2 separate regions of the Mus musculus genome follow, and region 1 is linked to region 2. Evidence: chromatin contacts called from public HiCAR-type data. All regions are on one chromosome and are shown on one strand. The core of a region is the stretch at or near the end of the contact, and the rest is flanking DNA. Distances in the headings are between cores, read along the strand shown.

The links. HiCAR-type assays count read pairs that join an accessible place to other places.
Region 1: a HiCAR-type map of Th17 cells shows a contact between it and region 2, with 3 times the contacts expected there. The contact joins two enhancer-like sites. A contact is called at or near these places in 1 of 39 promoter capture datasets (hippocampal neurons), 3 of 484 Hi-C or Micro-C datasets (the N1E-115 cell line, Th1 cells and Th2 cells), 1 of 115 datasets of contacts at active chromatin or transcription factors (Th17 cells) and 1 of 9 other capture datasets (embryonic stem cells).

What each region holds. Positions count from the first base shown.
Region 1 is chr15:62,782,952-62,789,110 of GRCm38.p6, reverse strand. No RefSeq gene overlaps it. Among named protein-coding and RNA genes, the nearest start is that of Gm22521, 7.2 kb to the left of the region's middle. Within about 2 kb of position 2,555, at least 6 of the 459 cell types and tissues checked have an H3K27ac peak or open chromatin away from gene starts, as enhancers often do. A contact at or near this core is called in Th1 cells and Th17 cells, where this site is marked.
Region 2 is chr15:62,453,670-62,460,520 of GRCm38.p6, reverse strand. No RefSeq gene overlaps it. Among named protein-coding and RNA genes, the nearest start is that of Gm41333, 210 kb to the left of the region's middle. Within about 2 kb of position 3,225, at least 34 of the 459 cell types and tissues checked have an H3K27ac peak or open chromatin away from gene starts, as enhancers often do. A contact at or near this core is called in Th1 cells and Th17 cells, where this site is marked.

The DNA of each region.
Region 1 (6,159 bases), core at 1,306-3,805, 330 kb before region 2:
ACTGCGATGTAGGCAATCTTCCCCTTGGGTTTTGGTGGGAACATTTGAGCAGCAATGACAGAAACTTCTGGGATTGCTCACCTCTCCTATTTTATACATTTTCTCTCTGTATTAATGAAAATGCTAGGTGATACATTTAGTAAATCCACACAGTGGTATTATTAACATCTCACATATAAGATGAAATTTCCTCTTTTTCTACTTCAACCTAGATGAAGTAGGCAAGCACTTACCATGTATACTGTGAAATGATGACATTAGATAACACAACCTGTTCTGTGAAGCCCTGGGTCTAGATCCGGCATAAAATTAAGAAGAAGCAAAACTGGTTTGTGTGGTTGTCTATCACATACAAACTCCATCAGTTAATGTTTTGTTGCCAAAGTGAACTTCAGAGTGCACACCTCGGCATGCATTATGACATACTGAACACAACCAGACTTGGTCAATTCTCATTTGGTAAGCTATTAGAGCTGACCATGAATTGAAAACTCAACTAGTCCAAGGATGGCCAGTGGATATATATGTGTATGGACACTTATTTTACTGAGACTCTGGTAGGCATCATTAATCCATTGCGAGAGCCTCTCATCACTAAGAGTCATTACAAATACAGGGCACTTATCCAGGAAGGCACAGCAAGTTAAAATGCTGGCAAAGATAAGATCATCTGTCTTTGATTGACTTCAACCTTAAATCCAAAGAATTCAGTGATATTCTAGACAGGAAGTTATAAGGCATTTAGTCACTTCTACGGTGGAACCTAATCTACATAGCTAATTTATTGTATCCTCACTATTTAATCACTAATAAATATAGTTCACAATATAGCGCATATAGTTCATAAAAGTAATTCATATAAAGCAACCTTAGATGTCAAATATTTCAGTCTTTACAACACTATCAATTACAAGTTGTTAACCCTATTTTGTAAATAGGAAAAAAGAGACTGGAAGGCAGAGCTGAAGAGCAGGTGCCTCATAGTTTAGTCTGCTAGGTGTTTTTAAAAATAAGATCGAGATGACATTTAAAAGTCAGGAAATTCTGTGTGAAAATATGGTTTCAACACATTTTATCTGACAGTAATAGGAAGCCTGTTTTTCCATGTGGGGACAATTTGTTGATGCTTCATAGAGACTACACCACTTACATGACTGTATTCAGTGTGTCACAAAGAACAAAGAGTGAGGCTCGTGTGCAATTTATTAGAACTTGTTTCATTTTTACCTGCTATACTCTTTTTTTTTTTTACTTGGAACTTTATGTGAACATAGTATTAACTACCCCAGTGTCCTCTAAACCAAACTTCTCTCTGACTTTCTTCTATGGCTTTTGCTCTTCTCTCTGATGTGAAGGCTTTCTGATTCTAGTCCCATACTGCTGAAACAATGAATTTGCTGGAGGTTGAGGGGAGGGGAGGACTCAGGGGATGTGAGAGAGCTGTAAGCACGAGTTACTAAAAGCAGGGCAAGTTCTAGTTTTGGACATTCTCTTAAGGGGATGTTATCCATTTTCATGTTCTTTTTCTATCCATACCACATGACTAACCAGGCTGACTTATCATCTTAGAGTTCAGAGACTGTGCTTTCCATGTGTAAACTCTACCAGATACAAAGTTTTACTGCTTTTATCATATATTATACATATATATATATATATATATATATATATATATATATATATATATATATATAAAACATATGGACTGTTAATAAAGAATTATAGAATTGACCCCAAGATACTTTATCAGAAGAGTTGAAGTATTCTGTGTCTTGCAATTGACTAAATTTCAGTAAGGGCCATTTTATCATATCTATCCTTTGGAAAGATTTTAGGAGAAGCTCCATTAAGTCCTTTAATTTCAAAGCTTATCCTCTGATGCTATCCAGCACCTCTAGCAAAACTGAAGAATTTTCAAAGGAACCTATTTGATGCACATTTGGTTCTCCATGAGATTAGTAAGTTTTGGTATTTCTGCTTTGAAATTAACCCTGCCCCTTGGTGTTGCTACTTGAGGTGTTTGAATGAGATAGTTGCTACCTCTCTCTGGCTTGCTTTCTTCTACTCTTAAAGCACTGACCTGCTCATATGTAGAACGGGAAACACAGTAGGTAGTCATTGGACACTATTAATGCTTGATTACACCATTAATTTTTGTCAAGACATAACAATGTTTGTTTTAAGATTTCTCATTTATAAAAATATGTCTTAATCAGCATTGAATATTAAAGTGCTAGAACATTAAGAAGATAAAGATCTTTTATTTTCTCTGCAAAATCTGTCATTATACCTAACTTTCTCAATAGGAAAGTCTTTCATTAGTAAAAGAAAGACAATTATATATTTAAAGCTTTGTTGCAGAGGTTGAGCACAATCTTATAAAGTTGCATTGCAGTACAACCATAAGATCTTTGTATGTAGAAGGTTCATCTGTTTAATGTCTGCACTAAAGTTCATATAAAGGAAAAACAGCTAACTCCCTCACCCACTGACCCCATTCATATACTAGGTAGAAAGTCACTGGGTGGCTTTGGAGAATTTCCCAGATGGCTGGGGCAGAATTGGGAAACCCCCTGCTGAGTGTCTGAGTACAGGGCCTCAATTCAGCAAAGCTTCACAGAACTTTTGAATACGATACACTACTTCCATTATTCTCTCTGTGCCCATCTTAAGTTGCCCTCTCCCACCCTCATCATACCAACCATGTCAGAACCTCTGCCAGTTCCCACTTGTCTCTTGGAAGGGGAAGAAGGAAGACTATTTTATCTAATGATAACAAACTTCAAATTCAACTTCATAACCAGACTGAGCAAGGCTGATTCCCAAGAGCTTTTTTTTCTGGCTCAGGATGGGCAAAGATCAATGTTGAAAGACCACTGGTCTGTCACAGTCATTGGTTCATCAGCCTTGGTGTGCACTTAATACAAGAAATTTCATATGAGACTTTGTGTAGGCATAGTGAGGGGAAAGTTGCAGGTTTTGGATATATACGTTCACTGCCTTTTACTACTAAGTTATCTCATGAATGGTAAAGAACGTTCAAATCAAATCAAAGACCCCACTAAGTAGCTCCATAAGGCATGCTTATTCTTGTCTCCTGTGGCTTTAAAAAACATAAGACTAGTTGAATAGAAAAAAAAAATTTCTATGTGTGTTTGTTTCTGCTACGGCAAAGTGATCAAGGGGAGAATGTACCTTTCTGGTCCACCATCATGAATGTAATTCACACCAAGAATAGGAGATGATTTACAAAATATTCAGTGGCTTCTCATGGACTTCCTCTACATAGTATAGGTTTTTTGTTGTTGTTGTTGTTTTGTTTTTATTTCTTACTAATAAAAGTCATGAAAACTGAATGGAAAGGGTAGAAAGTTTTGTTAAGTCTTCAATCTTCTCATATTCTTCAGGACTGGGAAGAGAAGATATTACAATGGATGAAGTATCTGATATTCTTTACTGTCATACATTCTCCTTTTAACAACTTTATTGAGATAGGATTTACATGCTGTTCAAACTTGCGAATCAAAGTGAACACCCATGGGAGGGTATTTACACAGCCACACAACCATCATTGTGATGCTATTTTCATAGCATCATTCTACCATCTTTTTTTGTGCTACCTAGCATGTATTTCCTTCTTACAGAGACCAAATCTCACTTATAACACACATTTTTTAAGGTTATTGCTCAGTCACCTTCTTGTACTTGTACATAAACATAACAAAAACATGCATCAGTTTGGTGCTAACTTTTTGTCCGAAACTGAACAGGGTACTGAGTATATAGAAACTTTATATACATGATATGATTAAACTCATAAGCCTTTCTTCTACTACCTAACAAAGAGAATAAAAATAATATCAAAAAGATATTTAGAGGGCTGCAACATAACACACACATAAGAAGTCCTGCAAATCTTAAGTATTCATTAAGAAATATTTTCTATTAAGAGAAATATGTAGGATAGACACACAAATCAAAAGTTTAGTGTCTAGAGTTTTCTCAATCCTTCTTCCTTCTCCTGTGAACAAATACAATTTAGATATCCCAGAATTCTCTGTGACCCTATGACAATTCCAGGCAATGAGACCTGCACATGAGTAATGTAGAGCACCCCCTAGCCCAGCCCTTGGCAACTCCTCAAGGTTCTCAACACATACTCTCTGTTCTCCCAGTGTTCAGTTGGCAGACAGAGAAAACCCTTCAAGAGATAGTCATGTGGTGACAGACTGGCACACTTATGGCTTTGAGGAAAATCTAAGAAACCAATTGCATCTACAATAAGCTCTGATATGAGAAAGTGATTGTTGGTCTTGTTCACTAGATCATTGAGATTTCAGGACTGTATGCTATTCATCAAACATCAGAGGGAATTTGATAATTCAGTGTTGGGTGTTTCTGTAACAAAAAGGTAAAAGAAAGCATTAATTGGCAAGGAAATGTAACGAACAAAACTAATACAAGAAGGAGGGTTAGGTCATTTAATTATGCAAAAAGTTTGGTTTCAATCCAACTTGTGGGTGCTTACAGTAGAATTTGCATGCCTGGCAAACCATGATCTTATTTAAAAACTGTAGCAAGAGAACCCTATTACTGCACATTGACTGCACATGGCTGCCTTTGGATTATGTTAACACTCAAGGATAAAAACAGATATTTTGTATGTGAAAATGGAAGAGAAATAAGACCAGAAATGTGTTTTTTTTTAATATTTTTTAAGTTGGAAAATTTAATAATGCCAGGCCTTTTCAAGTCAATAAATGGAATAGGATGGAGAAAATTCTTTTTTTTTTCCATTTTTTATTAGGTATTTAACTCATTTACATTTCCAATGCTATACCAAAAGTCCCCCATATCCACCCACCCCCACTCCCCTGCCCACCCACTCCCCCTTTTTGGCCCTGGTATTCCCCTGTACTGGGGCATATAAAGTTTGCAAGTCCAATGGGCCTCTCTTTCCAGTGATGGCCGACTAGGCCATCTTTTGATATATATGCAGCTAGAGTCAAGAGCTCCGGGGTACTGGTTAGCTCATAATGTTGTTCCACCTATAGGGTTGCAGATCCCTTTAGCTCCTTGGCTACTTTCTCTAGCTCCTCCATTGGGAGCCCTATGATCCATCCATTAGCTGACTGTGAGCATCCACTTCTGTGTTTGCTGGGCCCCGGCATAGTCTCACAAGAGACAGCTACATCTGCGTCCTTTCAATAAAATCTTGCTAGTGTATGCAATGGTGTCAGCGTTTGGATGCTGATTATGGGGTGGATCCCTGGCTATGGCAGTCTCTACATGGTCCAGGATGGAGAAAATTCTTAACTGAGACAATGATAAATACGTTTCAATCAATCTATTTAATCCTGAGGACTTCATTAGCAAAGACTGAAAGTGAAAAGTAGGAAACATAAAATTGATTAATTTTAAAAAGTGTATATGAGAACCAAGTCTATGAAACAGATTGGAGTGTTTTCATACATGGAATTGACATGTAACATCAATTAGAAAGTACAAAACTGTTGGAAATATTATACTGGCATAAATTCACTAAAATTTTAAATTCATTTAAAAGCAGAAGTCCTTTAGGCTTAATTCATCTTTAGGATTTTAGTATTAAAAACAACAACAACAACAACAGGACACAAATTGTAAATCCCTTAAGGATGATATACACTGGTACTGATTAAAATGTCCTCTAAAATCGCTATTGTTAAAAGAACAAAGGCACCCAAAGATAGAACCACAGGTCATTAAGTGCACACACACACACACACACACACACACACACACACACACACACACACACAGGGTGTTTTTCTACCAGTGAAAACAGATTTGGGGCCTGCAAAGAAACTTTCTCAAGTATCCACATTAGTGCGACCCATTCAAACTTAATCTTGTGGAATGTCAGGACAACGATGACCAGTATGATGACCAGTATCTGAACTCAAGGTCCTCAGATCATGACCTAAGATCTGAAAGCTAAGCAAAAAAGGGTACTTGAAAAATGCCATGGGAAATCATTCCAAGGAAGGAGTGGAGCATCAGAAGTATGCTGAGAAAGCACTTGAGCCATAAAGTATTCACAACCAAGGACTCAGCCAATCGCACTGAAGAGTAGAAGCTGGAAAATTTCTTCCCGAACGTCCCAGTTGATGCAACAAG
Region 2 (6,851 bases), core at 1,976-4,475:
TTTACGTACAAAGGTGTGACTGGCAAAGGAGTTACCAAGTCTCACTGCTTCCTTTTCTTACTGCTTCCTGCTGAGGCTTAGAAGGAGGGGTCCTCTCCAGCTGTCAAGGTACAGTGGGCTGGCCATGCTAGAGGTATCCTTGTCCAAAGGTCGTCTCTATCCCTACAAGAAACAACACAAGTTTCCTCAGCGGGGAGGTGACTTAGTAATGGATACCAGAACACAGTGGGAAGGGGAGAGACAGTCGATGTCATTTCTGTCATAACCCAACATGTAAGTTGACTGACTACAGTCAACTTTTAGCAGATGCTAAAGCAGGTTTTAAAATGACTGGTCTTCCTGGCTGCTTGCGCTGGTTGTCACACAAAGGGAAAAAAATACTGGGGGGAGGGGGGAAACAAAGATTAACTTTAGAGTAATTTTTCTTTTGTACTATCTCTTTTTAAACGCTGTAGGGTTTTGTTTTTGTCTTCTCTTCTTCTGCAGAAAAATGAGAATATTATAAAAGCACCTCTTAGGACCAGGGAAATGCCTCAGTGCTTGTTGTATGAGTACATGAATTTGAACCCCCAGAACCCATGGGAGAGTTGAGCACAAAAGCCTGTCTGTCATCCCAGTACTCATATGCCAAACTCAGAGGCAAGGACAGGATGACCACCAGAAACCTGTGAGCCAGCCCCACTTGGCTGTCATATATAGCCGTGAACACAGTGTGATCCATCTCAAACAAGGTACAAAGTGAGGACAAATCCTGAAGTTATTTGACCTTCTCATGTGTGCCATAGAATGAATACACACACACACAAACACACACATATACAGCAAGTCAGCTAATCTAGCCTGAAACAGCTTGTTGTGGGTTCATTGATCGATGTCCTATATCTGAGTTTGCTAATAGAAAGAACACCCTCTATACTGGCTGGTTTTGTGTCAACTTGACACAAGCTCGAGTTATCACAGAGAAAGGAGCTTCAGGCGAGAAATACCTCCATGAGATCCAGCTGTAAGGCATTTTCTCAATTAGTGATCAAGTGGGGAGGGCCCCTTGTGGGTGGTGCCATCCCCGGGCTGGTAGTCCTGGGCTCTATAAGAAAACAAGCTGAGCAAGCCAGGAGAAGCAAGCCAGTAAGTAACATCCCTCCATGGCCTCTGCATCAGCTCCTGCTTCCTGACCTGCTTGTGTTCCAGTCCTGACTTCCCTGGTAATGAACAGCAATGTGGAAGTGTAAGCTGAATAAACCCTTTCCTCCCCAACTTGCTTCTTGGTCATGATGTTTGTGCAGGAATAGAAACCCGACTAAGACACCCTCCTTGACATTACCTGACCACAAAGTTTATGTTTCCAGGCTATGATGTCTTTCAGCCATCACCACCAGCTACTTTATTGTCTGGCTTTCCATGGGCTTTACTCTTCTATTTTCATTCATTACAGTCTCCTTCTCCCTCCAGAATTTGTATCTTTTCCTGGTCCCAAAGTGTTAGAGAATTTCAAAGCCTTGGCCTCGTGTGGTCATACTAGAATCTACTACCTTTCCTGTGTCACAGAGTAGAACCAATTTGGTATGAGGAACAGAGGTTATAGTGATGCCAAGAATGGGGGACATTACATATAGAATGACATGGATATATGAGGATTTATGGCTAGAAATAAAGAGTGTCAGTTCTTACATTTATAGTCACATTTTATTATAACATCACCTCTCCTGCCACAGAGATAATAACTAAACAAGAGGTGGAGGTAAAATTTAGAGTACCAGTTACAGAGCAGACCAACAAAGCAAAGCTGGTAGCACTGGACATGGAAGACACATAAGTCCCTAAAGGTACACTATCAGAAATGCAATAAGTTATTTCAACACATTTATTCATTTCACACACACACACACACACGCACGCACGCACACACACACACATACACACATACACACAACTACTACAGTGTTTTTGGGAATTCTGCCAAATCATGAAGGGAAAATGTGGGCTAATCACCCCAGCCTTCACATGGATGTTGGACTAAAAAGAAAGAAAGGGTGGTTGAGCATTTCAAAGAACCAATCCATGCCCTATGTTTGAGGTGTGGTAGGGAGGAAGCTTAACTCAGCAGAGGGCACAAGGGAGGCAACTGGCTCTCCAAGTGTGCTTCTGACAAGTGATGGGGCACCACCAGGCCCTTGCTAGGAAGGCACATGCTCAGAGCTCACTAAGAATTCTAGAGTAGTAAGTTCTGGAGGGGTGAGGCTGGAAGGGGGTGTGTGGGGGTGGAGTAGAGGTTGTAGTTCAGAAATCTGGGTTCACAAGTCTCTCGGTGGAGGAAGAGGTGCTTGCACAGCTGCAGCTTGGAAACCACCATTGATACTCAAGAAGTGAGTAGTGAATTTCCCCAGCTGGAGCTGGTTTAGAACGGTTTAAGACTAGAGGAAGTGACCTCTGCACCCAATCTTCAAAGGAGAGTTCTACAAAAATGACAAGAGACACAGGCAGGAACATTCCAGGAATTCCAGGTGTTTGTGTACTTGAATCACAACACAATGCCTCCAAACCTCCCATTTTCTCACTGGATGTAGAATTAAATCCAAGGAAATTATGTAGGGACATAGGTATCAGGGGTATTAACTGCTTCTCCATTTTCTTCCCCACCTCCCTGTCTTTTGACAGTACTGGGAGCTGAACCCAGTACTGAGAAGGGAACTAGGAGCTAACCTGTATGCTGGGCAAGCACTGCCACTGAGCTACAGTCTTGCTTATTTGCTCTTTTTTTTTCTTTTCAAGCAATTTTAATGCCCTTCAGCTAACTCCTTGAATGAACCAGAGGTTCATATGCCTAAGGATTATCCCTTGGTTTAGAAAGAGGGAGGTATGGGAAAATGATTAATGGAGCATGGTGCTCTCAATAGAACGAGGCGGGTGCGACACCATGCCACACTTTGAGTAACAAAATGCCACCAAATATGTACACATTGAATCCCATAGACAGACACAATAAATGTGCAACAGCAGGTTGATTCTCAGGGGCAGAATTCAGGGGTTGAGGATAGGACTGGGATAGAGACCTTTTACTCATAGTAGTTTACTTTTGTACAATGTGCATTGCATTCATAATGCAAAGAAACAGACACAGGATCCTCACAGCACATGAAAAGATAGCAAGCCTCCCTCCTCACAGGTTCAACCTCCTGGAGGTACTATCAGGATGGGGGAGGAGACAGGGGGAGGAGACAGGGGGAGGTGCATGCCTCTGTCATTACCATTTTTGGTACTTTTTTTTTCTAACAGGATGTGTTGTGTGGGTCAAAGCCCAGAGCCAGAAGTGAGAAAAGCTGCTCTTTAGAGTACAGCCCCGAGTTCCTGGAATTTAGAAATTGGTCACTGAAGAGCAATAGCAAGAGGAAGGTCAAGTTTAGGTACAAATGGAGGTGGGCCCTTAGGAAGCACTGTGGTGGTAAGGGGACTCACTGTGACCCCATTCATTAAAAGAACAATTGGTGGTTTCAGACACCTGAGCAAGAGGAGAAGGAAAGCTAGACAGAAGAAATACTGGCCCACATCTCCGTCCAAAAAAGGTAAAAATATATAGTTACAAAGAAAGCAGCTTCTATGAAAAGTCCTCTCTCAGCAGCTTTGAGCAACCTCAGTAAAGACTTTCTCCCCATTTCTTTTCTGCTTCAACTTCCCCAAGGCCTGGGACAAAAAGAACCCTATACTTACTAGGTTTTAATTAGATGCCAGTGTCTGTTTATTAACCCCTTTTATGGCTCTCAGTTCTTTACAAAATCCTGGTTGGGAAAAGAGACTGTTCAAAAAGGTGGTAACTAAGGCCCCAAAGAACAGAGCAACTTGGTGTGAAGTTGTGATGGTAATGTCAGGATTTGAATCTTCTTCCCCCCAGACTCCCAAATCTCTTCTGTACTGAATTTGCACTATGCTCAGCAATGAGAAAGACAGAGCTCTGTCTTGGATCCAGCATTTGTGCGAGCCACAGCTCTGAGCCCAAACCTCTGAATCTGAAATCCACAATTGAAGGCAGGAGAATTGTGTGTGTGTGTGTGTGTGTGTGTGTGTGTGTGTGTGTGTGTGTGTGTGATTTCTAAGAAGACAAAAAGAAAAAAAAAAGTCACCAAGGAAGTCCTGTTGAAGACACAGTAAGGAATACCAGGATGTATCTGCTTGGATAACCACAGTTTGTATTTGCTTCTGTAAAAATACTGGTTTATCAACTCCTTGTACTTGATGGCAATCTCCAGCCCATCCATCACAGAAGCTTTCTGTTTGAACATTGCCCAATAGCCAGGCCCACACAGCTCCCTGCTCCCAGCATACTGTGAAAATAAAAGCTTATTTGAAAGGGATATGACCTTCTCTGGGATTTCACAAAAAGCTTACTAATGGCTTTAAGGTGAAAGGCACCTTAACTCAAATAAGAAATAGCGTCTGTGGGATTGCTTTGTTGAATCATTCAGTGTGCTTACAATATAGAGATGACTTACAGCCAGCAAAGGGGACCAACATATGTGAGTGTAATACTGATAGTCCCATGCCTCAGCATGTATTGTGGCCAGAGAGAGGACAATGCTTGAGTCTTCTTTGGACTGGCTATGAAACTGGGGTCAGAGAATGAGAGAATGGTAGGAAACCTTTACAGTAGAAGCACCTAGTATAATGTAGAGGATGCATCCTTGGCTCAAAGAGGAAAGGAGGAACATTTTCAGAGCCCTCAATATTCTCTATGCTGATAGAGTTGAAATTGGTTTCAGCCCCTGCCTATGGATTTGGAGTAAGATTTTAGATCTCTCGTTACCAACTTGCTTTATAATTTGTAGGTGTCTCATATTCCTCAAAGGATTTGAAGTTGTTTGGGGTGCAGTCATCAATTCCACTGCAAAAGTAGCTTCTTTGCCCTTTACAGTCAGTCAGTCAGTCAGCAGGAACATACATCGTGGACTTCCACATCATTTCTGGCAACAGCACAGACTGTGGGCATCCACTACCAACATGAATCTCAGCATGGTCCCCAGTGGCAGTATGTATCAAGGAAATCAGCATGGCCCTGTGTTAGAGCCTGGGCTATGGGCACCCTTCATAGCGGTCAATAGCAGCCCAGCTCATGGACATCAACAGGGATTCTGGTGGCAGCACAGACCAAGAGTATCTGCCTGGCCTTCATTGGTAATGGTGAAGAAAGATTCTAAAGTTAGCTGATGGCTTCCTCCATCATTTCTCATGTTTATCTCAAGATTTATGTTCAAGGTCTCAAGAAATGAAATAAAAATGAAAAGGTACAGGGAAATGAGAGTATCCAGACTTGATGGGATATATTACTGGGATACTGAGAGAGCTGACAAATGAAGTTGTCACCTAGCCTGTTACTTATAACTGGACATTTTTACAAGCTTCTTCTTTTATTAACGAATCCTACTTTCAATACCAAATCTTCCTTCATTCTTTCTCTAATCTTACAAGATAGGAAAAGCCTTTATTTATGTTTTTCAATACCACATGCCTACTTAATTTTAGTCTTCAACATTCTGAAATGATGCTATTTTCTTTTAAATATCTCTTAACTAAGACTTCATGGCTCATGAAGATGGGTTTCATGTATCTTCTCGAACCTATAGACTATTAGAGAACAAAGCATGAGTGCCCCTAAGGTCCAAATCAGAGAACATGAAGAAGAAAATATTAACTATGGAGAATGAACACGTGAATGAGAGTGAGAGGGTGAATGACAACTACAGCAGTTGGGTTATTGGTACCCAGCAGTCAGGAAGGGCAGGTCTCCATGGCATAGGACGTGCAGCATCAGAATCCTATCATTTGGATGAGTACAATGGAAGACAAAGGTAGTCAGTCCCAAGAAAAACAAATACTTAAGCACTTACTAAAACCTCTCTTAGTACATATTTCCTGTGAGATACCTATGGGTATCTGTCATGGTTTGTATATGCTTGGCCCAGGGAGTGGCACTATTAGGAGGTGTGGCCTTGTTGGAGTAGGTGTGCCATTGTGACCTTCAGCTTTAAGACCTTTGTCCTAGCTGCCAGAAAGCCAGTCTTCTAACTGTATTTGGAACAAGAGGTAGAACTCTCAGCTCCTCCAGCACCATGCCTGCCTGGATCCTGCCATGTTCTCACCTTGATGATAGTGGACTGAACCTCTGAACCTGTAAGCCAAACCCAATTAAATGTTGTCCTTTATAAGCGTTGCCTTGGTTATGGTGTCTGTTCACAGCATTAAAACCCTAAGACAGCATATGTGTGTGTGTGTGTGTGTGTGTGTGTGTGTGTGTGTGTGTGTGTATGCCACTTATACCTCTAAGAACTAGCTGTGATTTTGACTGATGATCTTTCAAAAGATATATATCTCCATTACTTTGCTATTGCTGTGATAACATACCGTGACTAAGGCAACTCATAGAATTGGGGATTATATAGTTTTAGAGATTTAGAGTCCATGCCTCTCACAGCGCAGAACATGGCAGCCCACACCCTGTCGTGACACTGAGCAGTACTAAAGAGCACACATCTTGAGACACATTCATAAAGCAGACAACGAGACACTAGAAATGGTGTGAGTCTTTGAAAATTCAAAGTGACACATTTCCTCCAATAAGGAATAATCATTTCCAAATTATTCCACCAACTGAAGGTGAAGTATTCAAATATATGAGCCTATGGGGCTATTATTACTCAGACCATAACAACATGATAGATTTTTATGAATGGAAAACAGAAAACAATCTGTTATTTGATACTGGAGGTACAGTGGAAGAATTGAGATTGGCCTTACTGAGTCATGGGCACAAGTGAGAAAGTCAAAGAAAGTAATGTTGTAGATGACAATGAGGATAAAGACAA